3 separate regions of the Mus musculus genome follow, and regions 1 and 3 are each linked to region 2. Evidence: chromatin contacts called from public Hi-C and HiChIP or PLAC-seq data. All regions are on one chromosome and are shown on one strand. Each heading gives the region's core, a stretch centred on a gene start, on an enhancer-like site or on the middle of the called end of the contact. The rest is flanking DNA. Distances are from core to core; before and after follow the strand shown.

What was found. A called contact is a pair of places that touch in the nucleus more often than the background predicts. HiChIP or PLAC-seq counts read pairs in DNA pulled down with a chosen protein or histone mark.
Region 1: a Hi-C map of the P5424 cell line shows a contact between it and region 2, with 2.6 times the contacts expected there. The contact joins two enhancer-like sites. A contact is called at or near these places in 2 of 15 datasets of contacts at CTCF or cohesin (the NIH/3T3 cell line and large pre-B cells), 11 of 484 Hi-C or Micro-C datasets (the AML12 cell line, B cells, the P5424 cell line and 7 more), 9 of 115 datasets of contacts at active chromatin or transcription factors (cardiomyocytes, craniofacial prominence, embryonic basal ganglia and 6 more) and 2 of 9 other capture datasets (embryonic stem cells and pancreatic islet).
Region 3: an H3K27ac HiChIP or PLAC-seq map of microglia shows a contact between it and region 2, with 5 times the contacts expected there. The contact joins two enhancer-like sites. A contact is called at or near these places in 3 of 115 datasets of contacts at active chromatin or transcription factors (embryonic stem cells, memory CD8 T cells and microglia) and 1 of 9 other capture datasets (pancreatic islet).

The regions. Positions count from the first base shown.
Region 1 is chr11:117,392,937-117,397,587 of GRCm38.p6, reverse strand. No RefSeq gene overlaps it. Among named protein-coding and RNA genes, the nearest start is that of Gm34128, 16 kb to the left of the region's middle. Within about 2 kb of position 2,302, at least 60 of the 459 cell types and tissues checked have an H3K27ac peak or open chromatin away from gene starts, as enhancers often do. A contact at or near this core is called in the P5424 cell line, where this site is marked.
Region 2 is chr11:117,723,068-117,727,177 of GRCm38.p6, reverse strand. Tnrc6c (trinucleotide repeat containing 6C) reads right to left here. Exons shown (of 22, transcript NM_198022.2): 5 at 3,628-4,110. Among named protein-coding and RNA genes, the nearest start is that of Tmc6, 56 kb to the left of the region's middle. Within about 2 kb of position 2,422, at least 68 of the 459 cell types and tissues checked have an H3K27ac peak or open chromatin away from gene starts, as enhancers often do. A contact at or near this core is called in the P5424 cell line and microglia, where this site is marked.
Region 3 is chr11:118,142,768-118,147,214 of GRCm38.p6, reverse strand. No RefSeq gene overlaps it. Among named protein-coding and RNA genes, the nearest start is that of Gm38514, 7.2 kb to the right of the region's middle. Within about 2 kb of position 1,299, at least 204 of the 459 cell types and tissues checked have an H3K27ac peak or open chromatin away from gene starts, as enhancers often do. A contact at or near this core is called in microglia, where this site is marked.

The DNA.
Region 1 (4,651 bases), core at 1,053-3,552, 330 kb after region 2:
GCTGGGTAGGGTACTGAGCCTGGGTGAAGCTGCCCATGGTTGTGCATGAACTGGAGCCTCCATTGGAACTTGGGGTGCACTACCCCTCAGAGCTTCCAGCAGGGTAGACAAGAGGTGCTGCTGACCAAAACTAGAGAGAAGCAGAAACTCCATCTACCGCCACTGGACAGCCCTTCCCTCTTCAAGACCATCTGAGGCTTCCCCTAGGGCACCCAGAGCCCGGGAGACTGGTGTGTGTGTGTGTGTGTGTGTGTGTGTGTGTGTGTGTGTGTGTACAAAGGGACAAAGCTCCCACCAGACCCTCTGAGGGGCAAGCTCTCTAATAAAAGCCACTACTGTCCTTCCACTTCTCAGTGAGATTTCCAGGTCCCCCTGGACTGTGAGTAAGCGCAGGGGGAGGGGCGTGCACTCTGGCCCTAGTTTGTCCCCAGTTGTAAATATAAAGCCACCAAAGGCACTAAATCCTAGAGAGGAAGTGAAATGCTTCCTCTACCACAGAAAGAGACCACTGCATGCAGAAGAGTGCCACAGTAGGCTGTCCTCAGAGAGGCTGCTGGGTCCAGGCCCCTAGGGTACAGGAGGGCTACCCAAGGCCTTCCCCAACAGGGTGTCGGTTTACTGTGCCTGAGCCATGGGCTTCAAGTCTTTTATGGTGAGCATCTGCCTTCCTTCTGGGGGCTGTAACTTGGGTATATGTTCCTCTACGTTGAGCACTGGGGTCTGATGTCTCAATGAGTCTCACAGCCCTGAGACAGCTGCTGATGTGTACCCATTTTACAGAATTCTGGGACATGTGGCAGACATCAGAGAGGCCCAGTGCAGACAGGGTAGAGATCAGGCTACCACGCCCTAGTAATCTGGCATAGAGAGCAGGGATCCAAGGTGCTTCTGTGACCATTCTCCAGAACAGAAGGGTGTGATGATTAGAAAGGAAGTGAGATTATGGGCTGGGGACATGGGACAGTCAGTACAGTGCTTGCTTGAAGCCTTGGTTTGGACCAAGGTAAACTCTCTGTGGTGTGGGTGCCTGCCTGTAATTCCTGCACCCAGGAAGCTGCGGCAGGAAGGTTGCAAGCTCTTATACTGTGCAGTGAGCCCTTTTCTCCCGTAAGTGAATAAGTGAATTTGAATACTTATTCAGAAGGTGAGCTCCTTTCCTTGTCCCTGCATGGATAAAGTTCGGGGCAGTGAACTAGTTAGTTACAAGGGGCACAGCCTGTAGGACCCACTCACAGCCCCTGGGGTCATCCTGAGTGGAGTGGGCCTGCCCGAGGCTGGGGAGGCAGAGAGAGGCGGGGTCAGCATTGAGCAAGGAATGGACGAGGCTCTGGTGAGGGTTTACGGGGTGGTCGCGTATTACTTTCAATCACTTAATGACTTAATGTCATTTAACATTCTTAAATGGTTAAAATGGTCAACTTTATGTCATGTATATTTCACCACAATTTAAAAACAACAACCTTGGACTGGGGAGGTGGCTCCTCAGGTAAAGACACCCTGCCATCACACCTGAGGAGCCGAGTTCAATTCCCAGCACCCACTTAGAGAAAACATAGAAGCTACACCTGCGAGCTGACCTCTGACCTCTGCCCTCCACACGCGCACTGTGGCACATGTAAACCCCACCATACACACTCACACATACTCACACACATATACACACTCATATATGAATATACACACTCACACACCCATACACACTCACACACACACACTCTCATACACACACACACACACATACTCACACAAGCAATACATTAAACATACTAAACACTTTATAATAACATCAGGTCACTCTGTGGGCCTCCCATGGTCCCTGAAACAGATCTAGGCTCCTTTCCTGGGAGAGCCTCACACCCTGGACCCTGGACCCAGCCCACCACTCAAAGACAGTTCAGTGCCTTGATGTATCAATGATGACTTATCTCTTAGTCTGCTTGGAGGTCTCTTTGTCACGGAATTTCAATGTCACCTTCTCAGAGTGGCCCTTCCTGGCCACTGAATGAAGCCACCCCAGTTTCTATCGTACAACCCATCTTAGCTCTGCAGAGAGTGCCCCTCCCCCCACTCTACTTTCTCTCTCTGTCTCTGCCTGCTTGATTGGTTAGTTTTGTTTTGTCTCTTCTGACTCTCGAGAACAGGAACGGACAGAGTTCAGAAGCAGCTGGCACATTCGAGGTATCTAAAGGAGCTGAGAAGGAGGCTCCCAGCAAAGAGGGTGCTCTCCCACTGCAGACCTGCACATGTGACCTGGGGGTTGGGGGAGGGGGACGCAGTGCACCCCGGAGAGCAACTCAGCAGAAAACGCAGCAAGAAATGAGCTTCCCGGGCTTGAGAGCACTGGGGATCCCCTGCACGTACACCAGCCTCCCCCAAGAGGTTCCTGATCAAAGTGAACCAGCTGAGCAGTGCCACAGATCGAGACCAAAGCCCCCCTCTGAAGGATGGCAGGATGCTTCCAGAGCTCTGCCCCCATTGACAAGCTGCCTGCTCCATGCACCCTTGGGAGCCATTTTTCCAGAGATGGTCCCCTTCAGCATCATCTCCATCTGCCTCGTCAAGTGAACAGACACTTCTCCATCACCATGATCCCTGTTTCTGCTTTCCCCACCCCTGCAGTGTCCATCCATCCCTGTAGCCCCTACCCGTGATGTCCTCATCCCTTTGGTCTCTGTCGCAGCAATTCCCCTTCCTACAGTCCCTACTCCCTGATACTTCCATCCTTGTGGTCCCTGACCCTGTGGCATGTGACCCCAAGTTTGGGACTCCAAGAAGAGCGTTCCAGTGGCACTTGACCTTCTCGCGGGGGAGGGTTGCTTGGGGCGCCTGTCAGCGGAATGCGGTGGAGCTACTCGGTTTCCAAGGCAACCGTGCAGAGCCCGGAATCCCAAGCTCAGCCAGTCGGAAGCACCGGGCATCCGTATCCGTGGAGCTACCGGTCCCCGTAGGATGCCAGCGGGGGAGGAGCAAGGACTAGTTCCCCCCACCCCCTCACCCCATGGCTTGGTCCCCAGGACGTGACTGGCCGCTCCGCTCAGCTCAGCCGACCGCGGGTCGCGAGCAGGCACCAGGCAGCAGCGGCAAGCCACCGGCCCACTCCACCACTAATTACTTCCCACGATGAACATGTTATTATGTCTTACACTCGAGATAATCAATTTGGAATCGCCACTTTGATGAGTTAATGGGCACTTGGTGGGTGTCATGTGAGAATCTGTGCAAGGACTGGGTTCTATTTTTAACAGCGGCTGATCAGGGTACCAGAGTCAGGATGGGTATAAGCGCCTGTGCTGGGCTCTGCCCTCCCTTCCCCTCTCCTCCTCTCCCCCTCCCATACTCCTCCCTCCCTTTCTTTCCCTCTCTCTTCTCAAAGGTAGTTCCTTCTTTCTCCCCGCTCCCCTTTGCTCTGCTCTGCTCCTCTCTCTCCGAGACACACTGTGACAAGGTTGACATCCCAGATCGAGGCTGCCCTCCATACACACCCAGTACCCAGTAGGCTGATCTGTGGCCAAAGTCTATCAGTGACCACGGACCTGCTTCACCTGGCCCAGGGCTCTTCCTAATTTCCCCAGGTAGCAGCTGGAACTGTGACTTGGTTTCTTCATATGTGGAATCAGAGGTAAAATGTGAACCCCAGGGACATCTGCGGTGTCAGTCCCAGCAGCTGGACCCAGGGTGCGTGAAAAAAAAGTGACCACAGAGAAAGATGAATCACATTCTAAGCTGGTCATAACCAGTAAGACAGATTTCAAAGCTACTGCAGCCTGGGTAATTGTTTTTCCCCCACAAAGAAATACAAAACACTCCACTAGGGAAAGGACAGGATTCTCATGAAAAGGCAGTGGGATTGCGGGATAGCCACCTGTTTTGGTTTTTTGTTGTTGTTGTTGTTGTTGTTTTTGTTTTTGTTTTTGTGTTTTTAAGTAAAAAGCTGGGGCTGGAGCAATGGCTCCACCATTAAGAGTTCAATTCCCAACAACCACACGGTGGCTCACAACCATCCATAATGAGATCTGATACCCTCTTCTGGTGTGTCTGAAGACAGCTACGATTTACTCATATAAATAAAATAAATAAGTAAATCTAGGGGGGGAAAGTGAAAGAGAAAATCCCAATAAAGCCAGTGCTATGTCTCAGTCATTCCTGATTCCAGGTATGACCATAAAGCCGGCGGGTAAGACACAGACCTCAGTGTGTAACCGTAAGCTCTAAAACCGCCAAAGCTTTCTAAGCTATGAACCAAGCTTCAGATTAGGCGTTTGCTCGCTTTGGAGAGTTTAGATTATACATAAAACCCAGACTGTGTGGGTAAATGCTTGTAAACACGTACCTGCTGAAAAACTCTGTCCAGGGTAGGGAAATAATTCTCACAGCCGAGTAAGAAAAGAAGCTGGATACAATGGCTCATACCTGCAATCTCAGCACTTGGAAGGCTGACGCTGAGGCAGGAGGATGGTCAGTTTGGGATATGTATTGATATCTAGGCCAGCCTGGGCTACAGAAGCTAGATTACATTTCTAAAATAATAATAAATTATAATTCAGATTTAAAGTTGGCAAAAGATTTGAAAAGCCGGGCAGTGGTGGTGCATGCCTTTAATCCCAGTACTTGGGAGGCAGAGGCAGGCAGATTATTGAGTTTGAAGCCAGCC
Region 2 (4,110 bases), core at 1,173-3,672:
CCACTGTGTCCTACTTTCAGGCTTCTAGCAGAACATTGTTTTTTCACTAAAAAGGCTGATTCACAAAATTTATGTACCAACTGGCAACATCTGTGAGTCTTGGTACAATCTGTAACTTAGAACTTTTATCCAGGACAAAGAGCCTCAGATAGATCCATCCTGAATTTCTAGGTGGCAAGTGATACTAGAGGGTGCACTGAGGCACCAGGGGAGCACGTGTGGGATAGTGACGTGCAAATGCACACACAAAGGACACTCCTCCCACCCCAGCTGCTGAATCTTCCAATCAGAACCCAGGAGCTGTTCAGTGCCCAGGCTTGACCCTTAACCATGCACGGCCTCCCTGGGCTCTTGTCATCCTCCCTCCCTGGCCTATAGGACCTATATGGGACCTACAGGCCAGGGACGATTTTACTTAGTATTTGGTATGTCACTGCCAGGTAGCCTTTTGGGCAATCAGACTTCACATCTCTGCTCTCACACCTTCTCTCTCCTTCATGGAGAGTGTTGGTACCCTCAAGCTCTTGACCACTAATGGCCTGGCTGGGTACTTGTCCTTTACCTCATCTACAGGCTGGAGTGTGGGTCACTCACCTGATAAACAGAGGGCCTTCCCATTTGGATCCATCTCTCTACATGCCCCTTTCTATAAGCTTTTAAATGTGTCCAGTACTGCTACTTGAGGCATTCTCTTTCTGGGGCTGGGAACTGAACCCGAGGGCCTTCGGCACGCTAACAAAGCATTTGTTCACGGAGCTGTAGCTCACTGCACCTACCCTCTCTAGCCTCCAAGTAATTTTTTTGTTGACGATAATTTCTTACTCAGTTACTTTCTCACAGTGGTCTCTTTAGTGAAGTCTATGCTGAGATCTCAACTTTCATGTGAATACTTTGGTGTCATCCCCATCCACCAGCATTGAGTCCCCCAACTCTGAGCCACTTGTTTGCTTCCCCAGGCACTGCTCCTTTTAAGTGCCCCCTTCACCCCGAGGCTATCCCCCCAGACCGCCATCACAGGCTTCCCTGTGCAGACATTTGAGTGAGAATGACTAGTTTAAAGCCTAAGCCTTCAAGCTCTGCTCAGAACTGTTTCATGGTTCACGGGGCCTCTAGACACTGTCCAGATGCCTACAAAAGTCCCACTTGCCCTTGCGCCTCTTTGCAGCTTGCTTATTGCTGTAAGACCTTCTTCATGATGTCCAATTACTTAACAATTCCTACCTGCTCTTCCCAACTGTCCTCTGCATACATCATGGAATGGGAGCAGAAGATGGTACGGAGCAAGGTTGCCGCTGACTGTCCACTCAGCTCTTGTGCAGAAGGCTGACTGCCACAATAGTATTTTAAGTCAACATCTTTACATTTGTTTTAAAAATTTTTTACAATTCCTATTTTTGAGGAGAGAAGACTAGTGCACGTCAGGGAACAACTTGTAGGCGTCGGTTCTCCCTTTCCACCACCATGTAGGTCCCAGGAACCAAATGCATGCGAAGGCTTGGCGGCCTGTACCTTTCCCCGTTAAGCTATCTCAAGGCCACAGAAGCCAGTTTACATGTGGCAGTCAACCAGCACTCAGCCCCTACTCTAACAGCTTCTCTGAGCCTCTCTACCAAGGCCACACTCTCCTGCACACTGGGCTCAGAATGACTATGAAGAAACCTTAAGATGTCTAGGTGGGAAGACTTCCTCCTCTTGTTTTTTAGGGTACATTTAAACTCAGGAGAATCTTGGAGAGATGGGCCAGGAGGTAAAGTGGCTGCCATATATACAAGAGGACTACACTCTAGGCTCCTGCAATCCCAGTGCTCAGGAGTTGGAGAAGAGATCCATGGAGCAAGTTATCTAGGTGGACTACTTGAGTCTCAGTATACAAGGCGGAATGTGACCGTAGATGCCTAATATCAACCTCTGACCTCTACAAGTAATAATGTACATGTACAGCTGCTTCCTCTCATGTCCACACACACGTGAACATACATACACACATAAGCACACTACACCCCCCAAACTTTTATAAAGAACTACCCCCTCAAGCCCCTCAGCACACAAAACAGGAAGGAAAAGCTAAAACCACAAGCAGGGCTCTACATCTGAGACTCTGTGACACACAAGGAAGAGCAGTCTTCAGGACAGAGTAGCTTTACCAAGAAGCAACCTGACTTTAAGCCTGATCCTAGAGGCACATGGGACAGGGCTCAGAGTGCAGCTAAGTGGGATAAGGGGCTGCAGTTTCTGCTCAGCGCACAGCATGGCACGTAGTTACAGCAGGGCCTTCAGCTCCTTCACATCATCTCTAAGCTTAGTGCTTCCAGGACGACCACTAAGCCCACCAGGAAGTGCAACTGCAGGAAGCTGCTGCCTCGTGAGGAGAGCTCCTGCCAATGGGCACACAGACAACAGTGACCTCAGTCACTGCTCAAGTTCTGCAATACTGCTTCAAGGACAGAGTTCTAAATGCTACTATACAGACAAGGCTGGTTTGGGGCCTGGCTAAGGAAGAGCAGGAGGCCAGGAAGTCAGTCTGTGAGTCAGGTCTCTTGAAGCTTCCTCTAGTTCCTTGCTTTTATCTGGTATCAGAATAGAGTTATGTTGTAAATTGGACACACAAGTGCTGCCATTTGGTGAGTACAATTGTCAAGAGTCAGGCTTACTCTGTGCTTGGAGCACAGCACTTTGTACCTGCATTCCACCCGTGTCACCCGTGTTTTAACTCAGGCCTGGTCTCTCACAGCTATTTAAGCTTCCAGCTGGATCATCCCAGCATCTTCTTTTCTACTTTTACAGAGCACAGAATCCAAACATAAGTCAGTCCGATTTTGCATTTGACTTGCAACTGAAATAAAAATACAACTTGTATAATGACTCTCATGTTTTATAGACTGCTCCATTTTCAGGGCGGAACTTTAAAACTATGAGTGGAACAGCTCTGCTGTAGATTCATCAGATTCTCTGGGACTGGTAGCCTATCTCATCAAGTGCCAAGGCAATTAAAGAAAAGCCAGGATGGAAAACTACTTGTTTTATCTAGCAATGAAGACATCTTGCAAAAGAACACACAATAACAGGAGGTGTCCCAGGCTTCTTTCCTCACCAGTGCTGGGCGCCATGCAAAGGCTGCATGCACTATGGCATGGGCAGCCCCAGACTGTATGCACAGCACAGGGCAGAAGAATGAGCTTGCTTGTACTTGACTGGGTGGTGTCTACGATCAAGTAAAACTTCATCAACTGGGCCAAGGCCAAGGAGATGCACAGAACCATCAACAAGTGATCTAAGCAGACAAAAACTATAGCCACATGGCAGAAAGGCTTCAGAGTTGCTCCTATAAAAGAAGGACAATTGCCCAAAGGTTCCGTACAGCACAGTAAAACTTAAGGTCAAAACAAAATTAAAATTAGCCCCTCACTGTTGGAAGCATGATGAAAAGGACAACATGGCCGGAGCCCTGGCAGTACTGAGCACACCACCCAGCACATCTTTTCCCTGGAAAACTACAAGAATTTGCTTTGTTTCCTCCCTTGGAAACCAGCTACACCACTTAGTCATTTGCTATGAGAGTTTCAGTCCAAGAATTTACACAGGCACGGAGTACACACCAATGGTATGACCAGAGGGCCCCCAGCATACCTGGCCCGAGCAGTGGTGACCGATTCAGCTGAGTGCCAGCCTGGTGTGAAGGCGGCGTCTCGGCCCGGTGTGTGGTGCTGCTCGAGGTGGGGGTCGTGGGGGTGGCAGGGGCTGTGGTACTGCTCTGGATGACTGGATTGTTTCTGTCCCACATGTTTACAGTTTTATTGTTGTAGGTGCTTGGGTCCCCCCAAGCTGAGGTACCATCATCAATTTCCATTTTGCGTCGGATGGAGGGTGGGGAAGGCTCCTCCCAGCCAGTCGCCTCACTGCTGTCCTTCTGCTTGACTGGCAGTGGCCCCCCAATCCACCCTGTCCCTGTCTGCTTAACAGAAGCAGCTCCTCCCCAGTTACTCACATTGTTGTCTTGGGGCTTATGAGCCCAGTTCTGCTGGGGACCAGGCTTGAGAGACTCCCCCCAGTTTGTACCTGGATTCACCTTAGCATTTGTGCCACTGCCCCAGCCACTGGTCCCACATCTCG
Region 3 (4,447 bases), core at 50-2,549, 420 kb before region 2:
GAGGAAGGGCATGGATTTACTTTATTTTTCCTCTTTTCTTTCTTTCTTTCTTTCTTTCTTTTTTTTTTTTTTTTTTTCTGAGACAGGGTTTCTCTGTGTAGCCCTGGCTGCCCTGGAAGTCTGTAGACCAGGCTGGCCTTGAACTCAGAGATCCCCCTGCTTCTGCCTCCTCCGTAGTACTAGGCTTAAAGGTGTACACCACCACCTAGTCTTTTGCTTTTTGTTTTTTAAGATAGGGTCTCATGTAGCCCAGGGTATCCCTGAACTCACTCTGCAGCTTAGGCTAGACCCTTCTGATCCCTGATGCTCATGCTCCCACCTTGCAAGCACTGGGAATGCAGGTGACCCCAAGCCTATCTGGAGTCACTGGCCTTGTACACACGGTGTCCTCGGGAGAATCTGAGGGCCCCCGGGACTGTAGCTTGGGTCACACAGTCATACCAGGCATGCCTGCCGTCTCACCGGTCTCCAGCCTCTCAGCACAGGACTCTCAGGTGAGACAGGATGGAACCAAGCACTGTGGAGGGAAGTCAGAGGCTAGACCCTGAGTCCAGCATCACTTCCTCTGCATCTTGTTGTCCACAGCAAATCACAAGGCCAAGTTACATGCAAGGGACGTAGGCGCCCACCTCCTGTTGGAAGGCACCGCAGGTCTCGTGGTCGAGGTGCCTGCATCTTAACTTCTACTGTGGATCTCCTGCTTCTTGTTTTCCACTGGGAAGTTTGAGTCTCTTCTGCTTCTCAGACATGAGGCAGCTCCAAGTCTCTGATGTGCCAATGTTTCTTGGTGCCACCCCTCCCTGCTGTGTTCCCCAGGCCCCATTTATTCCTTGATCACATGGACACCCATGTGTGTGGGAGCCCAGGCTATCTCAGTAACGCCCAAAGCTCCATGCCCGCTGTCAGTCCTGAGGCCCTACCAGCTGCCCTGCCTTTCTCCTCCTTCCTGCTGTGTGCAGTCCCCCCACCCGTGTTCTGAAGGCTGCCCTCCAGCTACCTCCCTCCACTCCTCCTCCGGCACTCTGCCGTCTGTCCGCTGTGTATGCTAGCTTTCAGTTTGATGTTTGCTTCCTGTGAGAGCCTCTGTCACTTGCCCAGGAGCCTCAGTTTGGTGAGCTTGACATGGCAAACTCACATGGCCACGGCTAGGCAGATGTGCCCGGAGCAAAGCTGAAGGGATGGTGAAAGAGGCCAGAGCCTGTGGCGTGTAATCCATTGGTGTGTGCGTCACTCGGGATTTACTGAGCTGCGCTCCTGTGGAAACAGGAAAGAGATCTCAGTGTCACAGGGACACCACCTTCCTTGTGGTGCGTGCTGACGGAAGAGGAAGGGCGTTGCAGTGAGTCAGGCACAGCCACACGCCCAGTCATGTGTCACTGGTCCAGAAAATTACAGCAGCATAACAGCTCAGAGGATGAAGTGCTGTGGTCTTTACTCCCAGTAGGGAGCCCGGGTCTTTGCTGCTTCATTATTCTTTGTTTTGTGTGTGTGTGTGTGTGTGCACACGCATGCGTGTGCATGTGTATGTGTGCATGCACGCACATAGGTATACATGTGTGTGCATGGGTCTACATGTGTGTATATATGTGTATGCACAGTCTACATATGTGTATATGGGTATGCATGTGTGTGCATGGGTATACATGTGTGTTTGTGTGTGCATAGGTATATGTATGTGTACATAGGTATACATGGGTATGCATGGGTATACCTATGTAAGAACAACTTACAGTAGTCCATTTTCTCCACCATGTGGGTCCCAGAGATCAAATTCAGGTCATCAGGCTTAGTAGCAAGTGTCTATACCCATTGAACCACATCTCTGGTCGGTGGTCCGTTGTTACCCTTCTGAGACCATGCCTCCCATAGCCAGCTTCAAACTCACTGTGTGGTTGCGGATGACTCCTCCCTTCTGATCCCCTTTCCTCTTCCTCCCAAGGGATGGCTAGCCCTGTGGATGGGCTGCTAGGATGATGATAGTCACATACAAATAGCCCAGTGGATGGGCTGCTAGGATGATGATAGTCACGTACAGATAGCCCAGTGGATGGGCTGCTAGGATGATGATAGTCACATACAGATAGCCCAGTGGATGAGCTGCTGGGATGATGATAGTCATATACAGATAGCCCTGTGGATGGGCTGCTAGGATGATGATAGTCACATACAAATAGCCCAGTGGATGGGCTGCTGGGTGATAGTCACGTACAGATAGCCCAGTGGATGGGCTGCTGGGATGATGATAGTCACGTACAGATAGCCCAGTGGATGGGCTGCTGGGTGATAGTCACGTACAGATAGCCTAGTGGATGGGCTGCTGAGGCTAACAAGGCCAGAGCACATTTGAGTACTTTGCAAGCACTGTGTACTACACTGTCCTTAGAAATGCACTCTCAGAGAACGGCTGGTGACTGTCACCCTGACAAGCCTGCCTTCCAGCGTGTCTTCATTCATTGGTTCTTGAGGTGGCCACCTTGCCTCACATGTGGGGCACTTGTACAGCTAACACACTGGGTTGGTTAAGGAAGGAAGGGTGCTTTATCTGCCTCATGTTGGAGGGCACAGTCCACCTTGATGGGGAGGACATGAGGCAGCTGGTCACAGTGCAGCTGCAGGCAGGACGCATAGAGTGCTGGCAATCATCAGCTCAGTTTATTGAGTGCAAGCCCCCATCGCAGGGGATGGTACGGCCCACAGTCAGCATGGGTCTTCCCTTCCTTCCCTTCCTCTCCACATCTGATCTTACCCAGCAGGCTGAGCTGCAGTAGTTAAACCTCCCTAGAAACACGCTAGGAGACAGCCAGAGCTGTTTTTCCAGAATGAATCTAAGTCCAGTGAAGTTGATGTTGAAGATTGGCCACCATAGTGCCTCTCAGCAAGATCCTTGGAGAACTGGATTAGAGTCAGAGAAAGCAGCCTCTATGCTAGGCTTGGCTGCTTGCTGTGTGACCTCCATTGGATGATGACACTCTCTGAGAGCTAGCTCCCTTACAGGGGTGGGAGTGTTTAGATGCCTCCCTGGAAGGTCATTGGAAGATTATCAATTGTTCTTGTGTTTTTGAGTCAACGTGACACAAGCTAGAGTTATTTTGTAACAGGCACCCCAGACCTTAGCACAACTGACTCCATGATGCAAGGACCATTCAGGCCCTAAAACTCAGCACCGCCAAAACAAAAACAAAGACCCAATCCATCAAAGTCCTCTCTAAAAGTACTAACCTTGCTTTTTTAGCTTCTTGGTTCTACTTCTACCTAGCTGTTCTTGCTAACTGAAGAAGTCTGTCACGCAGGATGTGGTTTTTGTGCTTAAAAGTTTACCCCGCTAAAGGCTCGGGGCTACACTGAGATCTCAAACACCCAGTGTAGTCACTGGCTAGCTAATAACAACTTTCTATTGCAGTGGTCCTCAGCCTTCCTAATGGTGGACCCTTTAATACAGTTCCTCAGGCTGTGGTGACCCCCAACCATGAAATTATTTTCATTGCTACTTCATAACTGTGATTTTGCTACCATTATGAATCATAATGTAAATATCTGCTATGCAGGATATCAGATATTCGACCTCTGTGAAAGGGGGGTCGAGACCCACAGGTTGATAATCACCTTTCTATTGGCTTAAACCCGTGTCTGAGTGGTTTTCTCTGGTGGATACCCCACATCATCTCTGGAACAAGTTCTCCCAATTGAGAAATGTTTCTATAAAAATGGCTTACAGGGCTGGTGAGATGGCTCAGTGGGTAAGAGCACCCGACTGCTCTTCCGAAGGTCCAGAGTTCAAATCCCAGCAACCACATGGTGGCTCACAACCATCCGTAAAGAGATCTGACTCCCTCTTCTGGAGTGTCTGAAGACAGCTACAGTGTACTTACATATAATCAATAAATAAATCTTTTTAAAAAAATGGCTTACAGCCAAATCTGTTGAGCATTTTTTTTTGATTAATGATTAATGTGGTAGGGACCCTCGCCCTGTAGATGGTACCCACCTGGGCTGATGGTCCTGGGCTCTATAAGAAAGCAGGTTGGGCAAGCCACAAGAAGCAAGCCATTAAGCCTGGTTACTCCTCAGCCTCTACTTCAGCTCCTGCCCCAAGGCTCCTGGCTTGAACCCCTTCCCTCATTGGCAGTGCTGATAAGGTGACTTGATTGTTGAAAGCTGAAACAAACACCACCTCTGTCTGAGTTAGGGTTTCTATAGCTGTAATGAAACACTGTAACCAAAAGCCACTCGGGTCTGCTGCTCAGCCTGCCTTTTAAGGACTAAAGAGGGAAAGAAAGGCAGGCACAGCTGCTTTATCAACGGATGGCTTTGATTTTAATAGAACGTTCTCATCAATAAACAAAAAACCACCCAGGACAATGAGCCGTGGGGAACAGGGGAGCACAGGGCTCCTTCGAAGGCAGAGGGGGAGGGAGATCAGGAGGCAGAGACAAAAGAAGTTATATAA